Regions from separate parts of the Mus musculus genome. Here region 2 is linked to region 1. Evidence: chromatin contacts called from public promoter capture Hi-C data. All regions are on one chromosome and are shown on one strand. Each heading gives the region's core, a stretch centred on a gene start, on an enhancer-like site or on the middle of the called end of the contact. The rest is flanking DNA. Distances are from core to core; before and after follow the strand shown.

Region 1 (6,853 bases), core at 3,666-6,165:
CTTGTTCACAAGCCTATTCTCTTCCTCTAGAAAGATGGAGGGAGAAGCCAAGATGCTCAGAATAAGAAGGGTGGTAAAGGAGCGGGTGTGGTGGCGCACACCTTTGATCCCAGCATGCGGGAGGCAGAGGCAGGCAGATTTCTGAGTTCGAGGCCAGCCTGGTCTACAAAGTGAGTTCCAGGACAGCCAGGGCTATACAGAAAAACCCTGTCTCGAAAAACCTAAAAAAAAAAAAAAAAAAAAAAAAAAGGTGGTAAAGAGTCTCACGGCAAGGCCCAGAAGCTGCAGAGCGCCCAATGGTAACAGGCAAGAATAAACTCTAGCCACGCTTTGGGGCAAATCTTTCATCCCAGCAGAGGCAGGTGGATCTCTCTGAATCTGAGGCCAGCTGGTCTACAAACTGAGTTCCAGGACATGGAACTACATGGAGAAACCTGGTCTCAAAAAAAAAAACAAAACAAAACAAAACAGATCAAGTGGAGAGAAACTGAGAAGAGACCCGATATTGACCTCTGGCCTCCACGGGCATACACACAACACACATCTGGGCAGAAGACTAGCCTGCCTCGTGCTAGCCTGTCAAACTCAGTGAACTCACAACAAACTACAAGTTACTACCTCTGACAGGAAAAGAGGCTCACAGTTCCCACAGGCTCCATCCCCCCACCCCCACCCCCACATGTCAGGTAATCCGCAGTTTAAACTGGGCAGAGCTGCCAACTGAGCCCCCTTCTCCTGGAAGATCCGCCCCCCCCCCCCCCCCCCCCGCCAGCCGTTGCTTAGCTCTCCTTCCTGTAAGTCACACTGTTGGTTCTCTGTCCCAGAGCTTGTGGGACACACTGCCAGTCTTCTCTACAGAGGCTCTGGGGTTTCTGAGGGAAACAGGAAAAAAAAAAAAAAAAGGTATTTTAACATGTAGTGTCCTCAGTTGTGCTCAGAGTCACGATGTAGTCAAGGACAACGTTGCATTTCTGATCCTCCCGCTGCCTCCTCCTCCCAGTGTTGGGATTGCAGGTGTGTAACCAACACACCCAGTTTATAGGGGTTTGGGATGAACCCAGGGCTTCAAATGCTACCGTCTGAACTACACTTCCAACCCTACAAAAGATATTTTTAGAGAACACAAATATGAACCGCCACACTCCCCTTATACTCCAGGTTCTAAATCTTAAATAAATAAATAAAAATAAATTAAGTAATACCTACCCAGTCTAATCCAAAGAAAAAGCATAAAGTTATCACTAGTACTTTAGGCTATTTTTAAGCTGAAACTTCTGGCTAGTCAGATGTCAGTTTTAGGAACTTAAATCACACTGTTTTGTTTACCTTAATGACAGAACGTCTCCACCTGCTGAGTTTCATCCTCTTGCAGAGCAGAGTGCAGGTCAGAGTTCACGGAGTGATGGGCACAGGGTTGTGAGCCACAAGTTAAGAACCAAGTGCAACAAGACGCTTTCCCCCAAATGACAGTGCATCTCCTCTGTATCAGAAACTGCTGGGCCACAGGGAGAGGAGAGACGCTCACAGAGATCCCCCTGCCTCAGCCTCCTGAGCGCTGGGATGAAAGAAGCACACTCGGTGAGTTCGAGCCTGGTCTGCATAGTGAGTTTCAGGACAGCCAGGGATAGTAGTGACACCCCATTTAAATACATATATATATATATATATATTTCAAAGAATTTATGAAAAAAATGGGATGTTGGGTATGGTGGCACACACCTTTAATCCCTGCATTACACAGACAGGCCTAGTCTCAAAAAACAAAAACAAAATAAATGAGAAAACAATATTTTTCAGTTCATCATGTCTGTGCACGTGTATCCAAGTGTTCCATGCCTGTCACACAGCAATGGGGAGTGGAGGGTGAGAGAGGGGAACACCTGAAGCCTGTTGGCTTGCTAGAGTATCCAGATCTATGTGCTTTGGGTTAGTGAGACCTGTCTCTCAAAAACATTAAGTATAAGCCTTTGATTCCTACACTACAGGCAGAGACAGGAAGATCTCTGTGAGTTTGAGGCCAGCCTGGTCTACATAGTGAGTTCCAGAACGGCTAGGGATATGCAGAGAGATCTTGTGTCAGAAAACAAACAAAGAAGAAAGAAAGAAAAAGAAGAGAGGAAAAAGAAGACACCAAACACCTACCTTTGGCCTTCACACACGTGTATTCACGTGAGCATAACCATGTGAATAACTTCTACACTAACAAGAACGCACACAACCTACACACAACACGCGTGCATCAGTTCATGCCCCCCACCCCCGCAAAGAAAGCCCAAGCAAACCTTTGTGGGGGTGGAAGGAGCTTGGTGAGTGAAATGCTTGCCTTGTGCCCAGACCCCACATTAAGAAGCTGACACAGTGGCACATGCTTGCCGTCCTGTGACCTGGGAGGCAGGGAGGGCTCCCATCTCAGAAAACAAGGTGCTTTCATATCAATGAGATAAAACACGTGACCAAGGCAACAGAGAAGAGTGCATTTGGGCTTATGGTTCCAGAGCGTTAGAGGGAAAGCGTGGCAGTGAGCACTAGGCTGGAAGCTGCGGCAGGGAGCAAGGCACTCACGTCCTCAGCTGCAATCCCAAAGGCAGAGCAGACAGGAAGGAGACGAGGCTGTTTAGTTCCGAACCTGTCCCTCAGCCATGCTGCGCCAACTGGGGACCAGGTATTCAAACCACCACAGATGGCTTTTGAAGAGTGACACCTGGGGTTGTTCTCTGGCTTCCCTACACACATGAACACACATATGCACACTCACACGCACACACACACATCCACCGCACACACATATATGCATGCGCACACGTGCTATATACATAATTTAAAATAAAATCTCAATAAAACTACATTTTATGAGTTGGCATAGGAACCCTGCTTTTCCTTGCATATCCCTGCAACCTCAGTGCATGTGTTGCAGAGTGCTCTATTGTATTTATTTGTTTACTTTGGTTTTGTTGAGACAGGGTTTCAGTGTGTATCCCCAGTTGTCTTCAAACTCCTAAGTAGACTAAGTAGACTAGGCTGGCCTCAAACTCACAGAGATCTGCCTCCCTCTGACTCCTGAGCTCTGGGATTAAAGGCCCACACCATCATGACAGGCAAAAACTTCACTCTTGATCCAGGGCAGGGATTTACAACATTTGGCTAATGTCCCCTTTGGGATCCAACAACCCTTTCACATAGGCTGCCTAAGACCATCGGAAAACATAGATATTTACATTACAAATCATAACAGTAGCAAAATTTCTGTTATGAAGTAGCAACAAAAATAATGTTATGGCTGGGGTCACCACAGCGTGAGGAAGTGTATTAAAGGGTTGCCGCTTTACTTTAGAGAGGTTGAGAACTGAAGATCTAGGAGATTTGTACAGAGACAGCAAATGCACTTGGTTTTTATTCTAGCACATGGTGGCTGTGTCTTTTCCGCATTGACTAGGATAAGACCTCACAGTCTTATTTATTAGTCTACTCTTATTATTTTTTTTTTAAGATTTCTTTTTTTCCGAGACAGGGTTTCTCTGTGTAGCCCTGGCTGTCCTGGAACTCTGTAGACCAGGCTGGCCTCGAACTCTCAAAGATTTATTTATTTATTATATATGAGTTCACTGTTGCTGTCTAGAAACACACGCATCAGATCTCATTGCAGATGGTTGTGAGCCACCGTGTGGTTGCTGGGATTTAAACTCAGGAGCAGTCAGTGTTCTGAACCACTGAGCCATCTCTCCAGCCCTAGCCTAGTCTAGTCTTAAAAGAACTCGTGCATAGGAATTGAAGATGGAGAAAGGGGGTGGCAGATCCAGGTCATCGAGTTCCCAGAATGAAGCAGGGTCTGTTGTGTAAACAAAGATTTTACCAGGTCATGGGGACTAAAATATGTGCACAGAAGTCTTATGAGGTAAGAAAGAAGGTTTGCGTTCTTTGCCCTAAACACAAGTTTTATAATATTTGGTGGCAGAGACTCATGTTTAATATGACTAACACTATTAATCATGGACTTTGAGGTTTCAGAATCCCTTACTGAGGCTGGAGAGATAGCTCAGTGGCTGAAGGTCCTGAGTTCAAATCCCAGCAACCACATGGTGGCTCACAAACATCCATAATGAGATCTGATGCCCTCTTCTGGTGTGTCTGAAGACAGCTACAGTGTACTTAGATATAATAATAAATAAATCTTTATAAAAAAAAAACTCTCTTCCTCTCCCCTCACCTCCAACAGGTATAGCTGGGTGGTGGTGGCACACACCTTTAATTGGAGGCAGAGGCAGAGGCAGAGGCAGAGGCAGAGGCAGAGGCAGAGGCAGAGGCAGAGGCAGAGGCAGAGGCAGAGGCAGAGGCAGAGGCAGAGGCAGAGGCAGAGGCAGAGGCAGAGGCAGAGGCAGAGGCAGAGGCAGAGGCAGAGGCAGGTGGATCTCTGTGAGTTGGAGGCCAGCCTGATCTAGAGAGTGAGTTCCAGGCCAGCTGGGGCTATGCAGAGAGGCCCCGATTCAAAACAAACAAAAAAATAATTTATGTTTGTGCATATATCTATATAGACATAGATACACTTACCTGTGTAAGTACAAACATGTGTTATATGTATTTCTATACAATACATACATGCGCAACAGAATCTTCCCTTTAGGGTGGAAGCTCATTATATTCCTTGTTTTAAAATGTCCCATGGCAGGAAATGCCTGCTTACCACAACGCCGCTGGCTCTCTGTAACTTGGCCAAAGTATCTACCTGATTACAGTATCTCTAGATGATAACATTTTGCTACTGCATGGGGAGGCCTGACAGCGATCTCCTTATCACTGGGGGGAAAGAAAGCCAGTAAATGCCTTTGAGTCAGATCAGATCCAGAACCCAACTGCAGCTAACCTAGAGGCAGCTCAGTTTCCCTGTCCTCTGATAGCCCCTAAAGACAGTAGCCTGGACCAGCGTGGGTTCGATCCGAGAAGAAAAGCTACCAGTCATGACGCGTAAGGGTGCTTGTCACAGAGCTATGACCTTAAACAACATGAAAGCTGGTGTTGGGGGCGGGGGCGGGGGTGGGGGGGTGGGAGGGAAGGAGAGGAAGCAAGGGAGGGAGGGGGTGTTTGTGTGGCGCGCGCGCGCGCGCGCGTGTGTGTGTGTGTGTGTGTGTATGTGTGTGTGTGTGTGTGTGTGTGTATTCACCGGCAGAGAAGGTGGGTTTCCTGCTTTATAGCCCTCTCGCCTCATTTCCTTGCGACAGTCCCTCCCTCACTGACCCGGGATTGGCTGGCAAGCAGCAAGCATTCTCTTGTCTCTAAAGCCCACAGCGCTGCGTCACGGGCATGCATAGCCACGCCCATCTTTTTCCCTGGGCGCTGCAGACTTTCTGGGTTTTGCTGCCCATATTCACAGCAAGCCTTAACCTATTTTGGTCCGTCCTTGTCTAGAAACACCTCCACAGACACTGAGAAGTGCAGTTCGCTAACAGCTCCTCAGCGTTCCTGTGTCCTAGACTAAGTACTGCAGACTCTAACTAGTCTACAGTTGCTTCTCTTATCCGAAGCCTCAGTTTCCCCTGCAGTGAAATGAGGGGATTTTAAAGTCATTTTAGAACACTGGCAGTCAGGCCAGCATACATGAACCAAGGCCACTGCCTCCCAGCCGGTCTGCCTCTGCTGTGGAGGGCGGTCTTTCCATTTCATTTTCTGCTTGTTCAAATGCAAACAAACAAGGGAACAAATATGTAAATAGAGCAAGAAGCTTGCCTTCTTAAAGGGTATTCGGTTTCCATACAAACAGAGAAGCCAGGCGTTTAACAGTAAAGCCGGAAAGGAAAGTGGAAATCAAGATCGCAGGAAGGTTACGGAGTGTTCAGAGTCCCCCGGGAAACGAGACGGAAATGGGGATTGGTGGTGTTATGCCTGCCTGGTGTGTGTGGCACTGAAAACTCATCACTGAGAAACGTGATGCAGGAATACAAGCCCCTGTTGCAAACCTGCTGGCTTTTACCTAGGTAAGTACGATCAAACCTTCAGACAGAGCTGGCGATGCCAACCGGCACTGCCTGCTCCCCAGAGGACCTGGGTTTGATTCCTAGCACAACCACCTGTAACTCTGGTTTCAGGGGATCGGATGCCTTCTTCTGGCTTCCTCGGACAAAGTGTGCACATGGTATACAGACATACACCCAAGGAAAACACCCATAAAATAAAGAAAAAGAAAAACTATCAAATGTTTAATCCTGTTTTTATTTGCATATTTAGGGGACGGTGGCTGTCTGTTGAGGGGTTTTCTTTTGTCAAGCCTGGGGTTTGGTGTATGCTAGACAAGCACTCTACAGCTGAGCTATACCCTGGCTCAAAAGATTGCTTCTCCTCAAATAAAATAAAATAAAATAAAATAAAAATATAAATAAATCAATTGGTCACAATTTACTTTAAGGCCTGAAAACATTGAGTGATCAAAGTGAAACCATGGTAGCTAGGCAGAGTGGCACACACTTGGCATCCTGGCACACCAGGAGCTGAGACGAGAGCATCGTGAGTTCAAGACCACCCTGAGCTACAGTGCTTGCAGGACACTGTCAAAAAATATTAATTTTTGTTATTGCTTTTGTGGTACTGGGGTCTAAATTTGGCAGCTTGTTCTCCCTTGGCAAGCACTCTACCACCAAACTATAACTGAGCTCTTGGGATTTCTTAAAGTTGGTAAATGTGATATAAAACTTTTAAAAAATATAGTCATCAAGTTGGCTCAGTGGTAAGTGCACTTGTCACACAAGTGTCACGACCTGAGTTCTAGTCCCAGAATCCACAGTGGAGCTAGGAGAACTGACTCCCTCAAAAACTGTCTATTTGTTTATTTTTCAAGAGGGTTTCTCTGCGTAGCTCTGGAGATCCT
Region 2 (7,515 bases), core at 1,993-4,492, 240 kb before region 1:
CTAACTGTGGTTACTGAGCTCTTGGTCCAGGGTTTTTAGGGTTAGCTGTCATGGCTGCAGACCTTCCAGGTGACCCCCACATTCCTTCTGTTGCCCTGCTGTACTTACACTTTGTGAGTCAGTCCTCGTCATCCCTCACCCCGAGTACCATCCCTCCTAACTCTCTCCCAGCCTTTGGGGCTTCAGTTCCAAGTCCTCCTCCATGTTGGTTTTATAACAACACAGCCACACTCTAAGGGTAAAAGACTGGCCTCCGTGTGCCAGCAGCCACCTTTCACAGTTGCTCCAGCCTTTCAGATAATCCCTCTGCACTCTGCTCCAGGAATGCCATGCATGCTCTGTACTACATGCTGCCCCTCTGCCTTCCCAGCCCACCCCTACTTCTAGACACTCATTCTTGAGTGCTGCACCCCACCCCTGCTTTCTCAGTTTGAGTGAACTGATTTACTTCTGTGCTCTTGGCTCTTCCTGTGAATTTGTGTCACACCTACTGTAGCCTGCCTTGTTTTCTGGTCACGTGTCTTGTGAGTTATAAAGGGATGAGAGGAATGGTCAGCCTTGTACTAAAGGCCCTCTGCTGTCTCTGCCCTGCTAGGTACGATGCTGAGGGTAAGTGTGTCCACTCTCCACTTCCTTTTTTGCAGTGTGTATTCGGGTCACCAGTCCGTCTTGATCCCTCCTATGGAGCTGGAAAACAACCTTTTCCTCTGGCTCGCCACTGTCAACCAGTACAAGATCAGGGACACCTTCTGCTCCTACTCAGTCATGGAGCTGTGCACTAAAGGGCTGGGGAACCAGGTGGAGGTGCTGAAGGTGAGGAGCAAGCCCAGCGAGTGACCGGTCCTTAGAGGGTTGACGGACAGGCCAGGGCTGCTGCAGCCGGAGCAGGGTACTCAGCATGCCCGCTGCCCTTTCCTGCTGTCCAGGACTGAGTGGATAGCTCGTAAATGGCAGGGACTTGAACGGCCCTCTTCCTAACTTAGTGCATTCTTTCAAAGCTAATTTTATTCTGTGTGGAAAGGGAGAGGATCTATTTATATAACAGTATGTGGGAAACTCACTGCGGGTAGATTCTTCCCAGCAAAATGAGGACCCCAGAACACTGGAGATGAGGCACTCCCTGAAGGACAGGGTCCATGTTCATGTTTGCATCCAGTGGCCAGGTATGAGGAAGTCACATACTGAATTCCCTCCCTAACAGAGAAGTAGCACCCCAAGGACTAACACAGGTGGTGGGGAGCTAGCTGTCTGCAGACTAGGGAATGAGAGAAATGCAAGGGAATGGGGCTAGAACAGAAGTACAGTGCTGAGAAGAGAAGCCTAAAAGCTTGGGTTTTGGGGTACCCCCCTTCTTTTGTGGAGGTGATGGTGCAATCCAGGGCCTGTGCATCCTAGCCTGGTGCTTCCCTCCTCAGCCCCAGAGGAAAGGCATGGAGTAGATCAGCTGTAGGTGATAGTACCTAGGCATTTGGCCATTTCCTTTCTGAAAGATATTTTTCTCTGTGTCTGGGCCCAGAAGGTACCCCTTGGCTTTTCCCGAACAAGAAGGGATCTTTCTAACTATGTTTCTGACACCAATTTCTTGCAGACCAGAGGGATCAATCTTTCTTGCATCCGGACCTGTGTGGTGGTGGCAGAGGAGCGGCCCCGTGTCAGCCTTCAGCAGTCCTTCTCCAAGCTCTTCAAAGACATCGGTCTGTCCCCTCGAGCTGTCAGCACCACTTTTGGATCCAGAGTCAATGTAGCAATATGTTTACAGGTAACACCATGTTGATGTGTGGTATTTAATAATTCTATTAGTTCTTATTATGACCCTACGAGTCCCACAGTAATTGAGTCAGAGTTACATGGATTTATTTAATCAGCATTAGCATATTTACTGGGCGATGTTTTGATTTTGCTGTTTAAAAGATTTATTTATTTAATGTATGTGAGCACACTGTTGCAGACACACCAGAAGAGGGCATCAGATCCCATTACAGATGGATGTGAGCCACCATGTGGTTGCTGGGAATTGAACTCACAGCCTCTGGAAGACCAGCCTGTGCTCTTAACCCCTGAGCCATCTCTCCAGCCCCCTTGGGTGATGTTTTTTACACTAGACTGGCCATTTCCCAACTAGACTCCCCAAGTTATTTACTGTTTGAGTCTCACCTGGGTTATTTCTGCTCCATCTGACTGTCCTCAGGAGGCATTTCTCTTGGCCACATGTCCTAGTCCATCCTGTCTAATGGAGACCTCTGGCTCTCCTGTCTTCTTTCTCCTTCCTCCCTCGTGGTCCCTACCTGTGACCCCTAAGCCTAGGAACCAAGGCCTTGTCTACTCTATTCTCCAAGTAATTGGCTGTCAGCCACTTTTGTTTAATCAGTCAGAGACTAAAAACAAGCAAAGTTTACACATCATTTGGTGTATGGGGGAAAGTGCTGGTTTTGACTGCAACCAGATCCAATGTTTAGCATTTTGAAAACAAGCAGTTCCAGACCAGCTCCAGCACCATGAAGTTCTTGTTGCTGCTGCTGGGTCTTTGAGACAGAGTTGCCTGACCATGAACTCACAGCAGTCTCCCTGCCTCAGTCTTCTGACCCCCTGAGTAGACTGTGAGGCCTTGTAGTGTCTTCAAGGCCATGCTGCTCTGCCTGAGACTGGTTCTGCTGGGTCACTGTGGAGATTTAGGCTTTTTATCTTGCCTGCTGCATCTCCTATGTTCATCTATAAAATGATGCCTTTGTTTGCCCAGGGTTGGCCTACAGGTCAGCGGATTACTAGGGAAGCACTCAGACAAGAGCAAGCCAGTGGCCTCCATGTGATACTCTCTCCTAGTACAGAGTGCTCCAGGAACCTCCCTGAGTCCCTTTTTTTTTTTTAAAGATGTATTTATTTTATGTATATGAGTACACTGTAGCTGTACTGATGGTTTTGAGCCACCATTTGGTTGCTGGGATTTGAACTCAGGACCTTCGGAAGAGCAGTCAGTGCCCTTAACCTCTGAGCCATCTCTCCAGCCCCCTGAGTCCTATTTTAATGTCATTAATTAATTAATATACATCCTTCTTGTCCCCCATATTTTGCCTTCTAAAAATAAAGCTGCATCTTTTGCCATGTTGTTCTGGGTAGATCTAGAACAGTCTGACTTTATGTGCTTGGCAGCTCATGAGGCAAGTGCATGCATGCATAGCCAAGGGGAAGAGAGGGTGACTAAGACTCTGGTCTCCAGTGACCCAGGTCAAGAGGCTTGCAGGAAATGTCATCATACTTCCCTGTAGAGTCCCATCCTGCCCCTTGCTCTCATCAGCCCCTGCTCTGAGCCCTGGGTAGGGAACTACCCAAACCCACTCCCCAGGCTTGGTACTGCTTCATTGCTGCAGAGATAGCCAAGAGGTTGCCAGGCCCAAGGCTCCTCCCCGCTCCCCCTTTTATGGCTCACTTGGTTAAAGAGAAAGTGAGAATGAGCTCTCCGACAGCAGACATTTCCCATTTGTGGAAGAGAGACAGCTCGTTCAGGCTTTAAATAAACAGTGTGCTGGTTTGTTCTTCTTTAGGGAACCTCAGGGCCGGATCCAACAACTGTGTATGTGGATCTGAAGTCGCTGAGACATGACAGGTATGGTGAGCACAGAGCTTGACCTCAACATCAGCACCCCTGTCCTGCTCTTGTTTACATCTTGAGGGGTGATGCAGGAAGGGGAAGGTCTCATGTCTGTCATTAGTAAATAATAGGAATTTTGTTTATGAAAAAAAAGCTTCAGTTCTCACAGTTGCTTCATTGACATTAGCTTTAGGCCTTGGTTGGTTTTTCATCACCCAAGAGGTGGAGTAGGATTTGAAACCCCAGTTTGTTATATAGTCTGAGCTGGCCTAAAACTTACAGCCATCCTCCTGCCTCTGATTCTGCTAGATTATAGGCATGAGGAATCATGCCTGGCTTGCTGTATTGTTCTATAATTAAAATGTAATCTTAGTTTCTAGCTATAAATGTATATACTTTTGTGGGGCTGCGTGTGGGGCGCACGCCTTTAACTGTAGCACTCAAGCAGGCGGATCTCTGAGTTCCAGGATAGCCAGAGCTATACAGGGAGACCCTGTCTCAAAAACAAAAACAAAAACAAAAGAAAACAAACAATAGATAGTGTCTTTGTTCTGCAGTTCAAAAAAATGAGGCAGACGTGAGGCCAGGACAGGGCTTTGACACAACACTTAATCTGAGTCCATAGTTTGTGAAGCCGCTTTTTCTCTCACTGAGATTTTAAGTTTTGTCCCACAGCGTGATGCTGAGATACGGAGCCCTTTGCACATTAGGCTGGTGGCTAGTCCCCAGTGTGCCTAGGCAGAGACCCCAGGCCACACTCGTGCTGGGTGTGTGTGTGTGAGCATGCGTGCATATGTGCGCACCAGAAAACTACCCTAGGTGGTGTTACTTGGTTCCTCAGGGACCATCCACCTTGTTTTCTGGGACAGGGTCAATCTCTGAGACCTGTGGCTTGCCAATTCTGAGAAGATTGCTCTCTGGGCAGCCTCGTAGACTCCCCTGTCTCTGCCTCCCAGCACCGGAGTCATGGACATGAGTCACAGTACTTGGTGTCACGGTTAAGCAGCAGCACTCCACCTGCTGACATATCTGGTGGCCTGACGGCAGGTCTCCTTCCCTGGAGAGGCTCGCCTCTCGACTCCTGGGAACAGGTTGTTACAGTGGGAGCTGCTGTTGAAACCTAGTAAACTGACCCAGAGCATCAAGTGTGTGGAGTGTGAGAAGCCCACTTTGGGAGCAGAGGTGCCAGTTAGACATCCTGAGGAGGTAGCTGCAGTAGTGAACCCCATTTTATAAAGACTAGACATTAACCCCTGTTTCTCTACAGGGTCCGTCTTGTGGAACGGGGTGCCCCCCAGAGCCTCCTGCTTTCTGAATCTGGAAAGGTATTCTATTCTGCTAGCTGCTGGGGAAGGCTGGGATGGAGGAAGAGGGCTGAAGCCTGAGAGAAGAGTCCAGTCAAGCTTAGAGAAAAGCCCATAGGCTTTCCTTAATGGATGGTTTCAGATGCATGAAGACCAGATGTGCACTTATCTCCAGATTGTTTAAATCCCATGGACACGCCATTCTTACTGATAAGCCAGCAAAGTGGCTAGAGGGGCAGCACCTGAGGAAGCCAGCTCTGTCTGTAAACACTGAAAGTCAGGACAGAGAGGAGCTTCGAGAAAGAGAGCTAGAGAGCTAGCAGCTACTCTGAGCATCCCTTCACCCTATCCCCTCCATCCTCACCACCTCCCCCTCTGTCATCCCTCACCCTGAACTGTCCAGACAGAGGACAGAATTGAGAAGATGTGTCAGGGTCCTGCCTAGGAATCCTGAGGCAGAGAAGAAAGAAACCCAAAGGAGACTCTGCCTACTCTCCAGCATATGTCACAACACAGGGGGCTTGTGTGAACTGCGTGTGTGGGCTGTGCCATTCATTGCTCATGTCTGCAGTTGGGAGCACGTGGAAGCAGGAATATCATGTCATGAGGGTAGGCCGAGGCTACCCTTTATTCCCTTCCTCTAGGTTTTAGATACTTAAACCTGGGTAGTAAGTCTCAGGCTTTAGAAACCCAAGCTAAAAAATTAACAGGGCAAGAGACAGTAACCCAAATGGCTGGATGACTCTCTTGCCTGTTTGCCCAGAATGGTCCTCGTCCATAGTAGGCAAGTGGCTTACTGCTGAACTACACTACTACCGTGGAATCATCTTAGGTGAGCCCTCATCCATGAGCCCAGACAGCATATGTTTCTCTTCCTCCCTATTGTGGCTCCCCACTGTAGTCTGAGCTCCCCGTGGAGTGGTCTCCAAGTTCTCCTCCTAGTTTATCTTTGGAAAGGCTTACCCAAAAGGGAATGGCTGAGATACTTACCAGCGTCTTGCTGTTGTGGCCTTGAGCAGAAGTTTCTCAACCCTCTGAGGAGATAGCAGTCTGGATTGTTCTAGCTTCAGAGTGGAACTCACTGATCCTCCATCTCTACTAAGACGAGAAAGATTGACCAGGAACAAACAGAAAAGCACTTCAGGACCCTTTGAGTGATGGCTGCTTCATTAGCTCTTGCCATTTCTAGTCCAGTTCCTAGAGGTCATTGGTTGATTGCAGGGCTTGGGGTTAGAAGCCATGCCTCAGACCAGTAAGCTAAGCCACAGCCACAGGTACGAGGCTTGGTTGAACTGAGTATTTGTATTTCCTCTTTGATTCTTAGATCTTACCTGGAGTAAAAGTAGTTATTGTCAATCCTGAGACCAAAGGACCTGTTGGAGACTCTCACCTGGGAGAGGTAGGTGTGAATCTCATTGGAGACTTGCACTTGGGAGAGTTAGGTGTGAATCTCATTTTCACTTTGAAATCAGCTGATTTGAGGTCACACACTGAGCCAACAGAACTGGACTCCACTGCATTCCCTCTATTGGGAATCCTGGATTTTTGGAAAGCTAGCGATGGAAAGGGGCAGAAGGAGGAGGCTGAGACTGGAATCCAGCCTGGTTAGAAATAGTCTCAGATTTGTTCACTGCTGTCCTCTTACTTGAAAGCAAACTGGCCAAATCCTGCCTGCTCCCGCCTGTGAAGGGCTGGGACTGCAGGGGCCCCATGTATACATTTTAAAATACTCATAAATGTTATATTCCGCAATGTGTTGGGTTTGCTTTAGTGTGGGAATATTCTCAAGCCTCTCTTCCACTCTTTTCCCACATCTTTGAGGAAAGCTGATGGAGCCATAGTTTAATGGGGGAGTCTTGGAAGTGTAGGTACCAGAGAGCCACCCCTGCCACCACCTTAGTTGCTGTTCTGTTGCAGTGAAGAGACACCATGACTAAGAGAACTTGCAACTATTACAAGAGAAGACATTTAGTTGGGGGCTTGTTTACAGTTTGAGAGGTTTAGTCCATTATCATCATGGCAGGGTGTATGGCAGCATGCAAGCAGGCACTGGAGCAGTAGTGGAGAGCTACATCCTGATTGTAGGCAGAGACAGATTCTGGGCTTGGTCTGGGCTTTTGAAACCTCAAAGCCTACCCTCCAGTAAGGCCACACCTCTTAATCCTTCTAATACTTTTACATAGTGCGACTCCCTGGTGGCTACCCTTTCACATCTGTGAGCCTAGGGGGCTGTTCTCATTCATACCACCACAGCTGGTTACAAGCCTTTCAAGGTCAGACTGTTTGCTCTGTTTTAGTAATGATGATATGCGCCTCACATAAGGAATAGAACCTTTGTGACAGTTAAATTCATTTTACCTGTATCTGCAGTACACAAAAACTGTCAGGGTTTCACAAGCCTAGTGGCTGGTGCCATCCTTTTGCCAGCTGTCACCCTGTAGACGTTGCAAACTCAGTGTCCTGTGGTGTCACCCTAACTCAGTATCCTGAGGTGTCACCCCAAACTCAGTGACCTGTGGTGTTATCCACAAAGCTTTGTGCCACATTTACACCACAAGTGTGGAACCATGCCTTAGTGTTTCTGCGGAACTCTGGAAGCTGGTGGGAAATGAACCAATGAGGCAG

Evidence for each region. Capture Hi-C pulls out chosen DNA fragments and counts their contacts.
Region 2: a promoter capture Hi-C map of adipose tissue shows a contact between it and region 1. The contact joins two enhancer-like sites. A contact is called at or near these places in 3 of 484 Hi-C or Micro-C datasets (all in embryonic stem cells), 2 of 115 datasets of contacts at active chromatin or transcription factors (bone marrow-derived macrophages and embryonic forebrain) and 2 of 9 other capture datasets (adipose tissue and embryonic stem cells).

The regions. Positions count from the first base shown.
Region 1 is chr15:100,438,471-100,445,323 of GRCm38.p6, forward strand. It overlaps 5330439K02Rik (a long non-coding RNA gene), which reads right to left. Exons shown (of 3, transcript XR_001781773.2): 2 at 1,327-1,555; 3 at 774-872. Among named protein-coding and RNA genes, the nearest start is that of Gm5475, 19 kb to the left of the region's middle. Within about 2 kb of position 4,916, at least 311 of the 459 cell types and tissues checked have an H3K27ac peak or open chromatin away from gene starts, as enhancers often do. A contact at or near this core is called in adipose tissue and bone marrow-derived macrophages, where this site is marked.
Region 2 is chr15:100,201,544-100,209,058 of GRCm38.p6, forward strand. Dip2b (disco interacting protein 2 homolog B) reads left to right here. Exons shown (of 38, transcript NM_001159361.2): 31 at 645-813; 32 at 1,589-1,759; 33 at 3,540-3,601; 34 at 4,854-4,911; 35 at 6,215-6,289. Among named protein-coding and RNA genes, the nearest start is that of Atf1, 23 kb to the right of the region's middle. Within about 2 kb of position 3,243, at least 88 of the 459 cell types and tissues checked have an H3K27ac peak or open chromatin away from gene starts, as enhancers often do. A contact at or near this core is called in adipose tissue and bone marrow-derived macrophages, where this site is marked.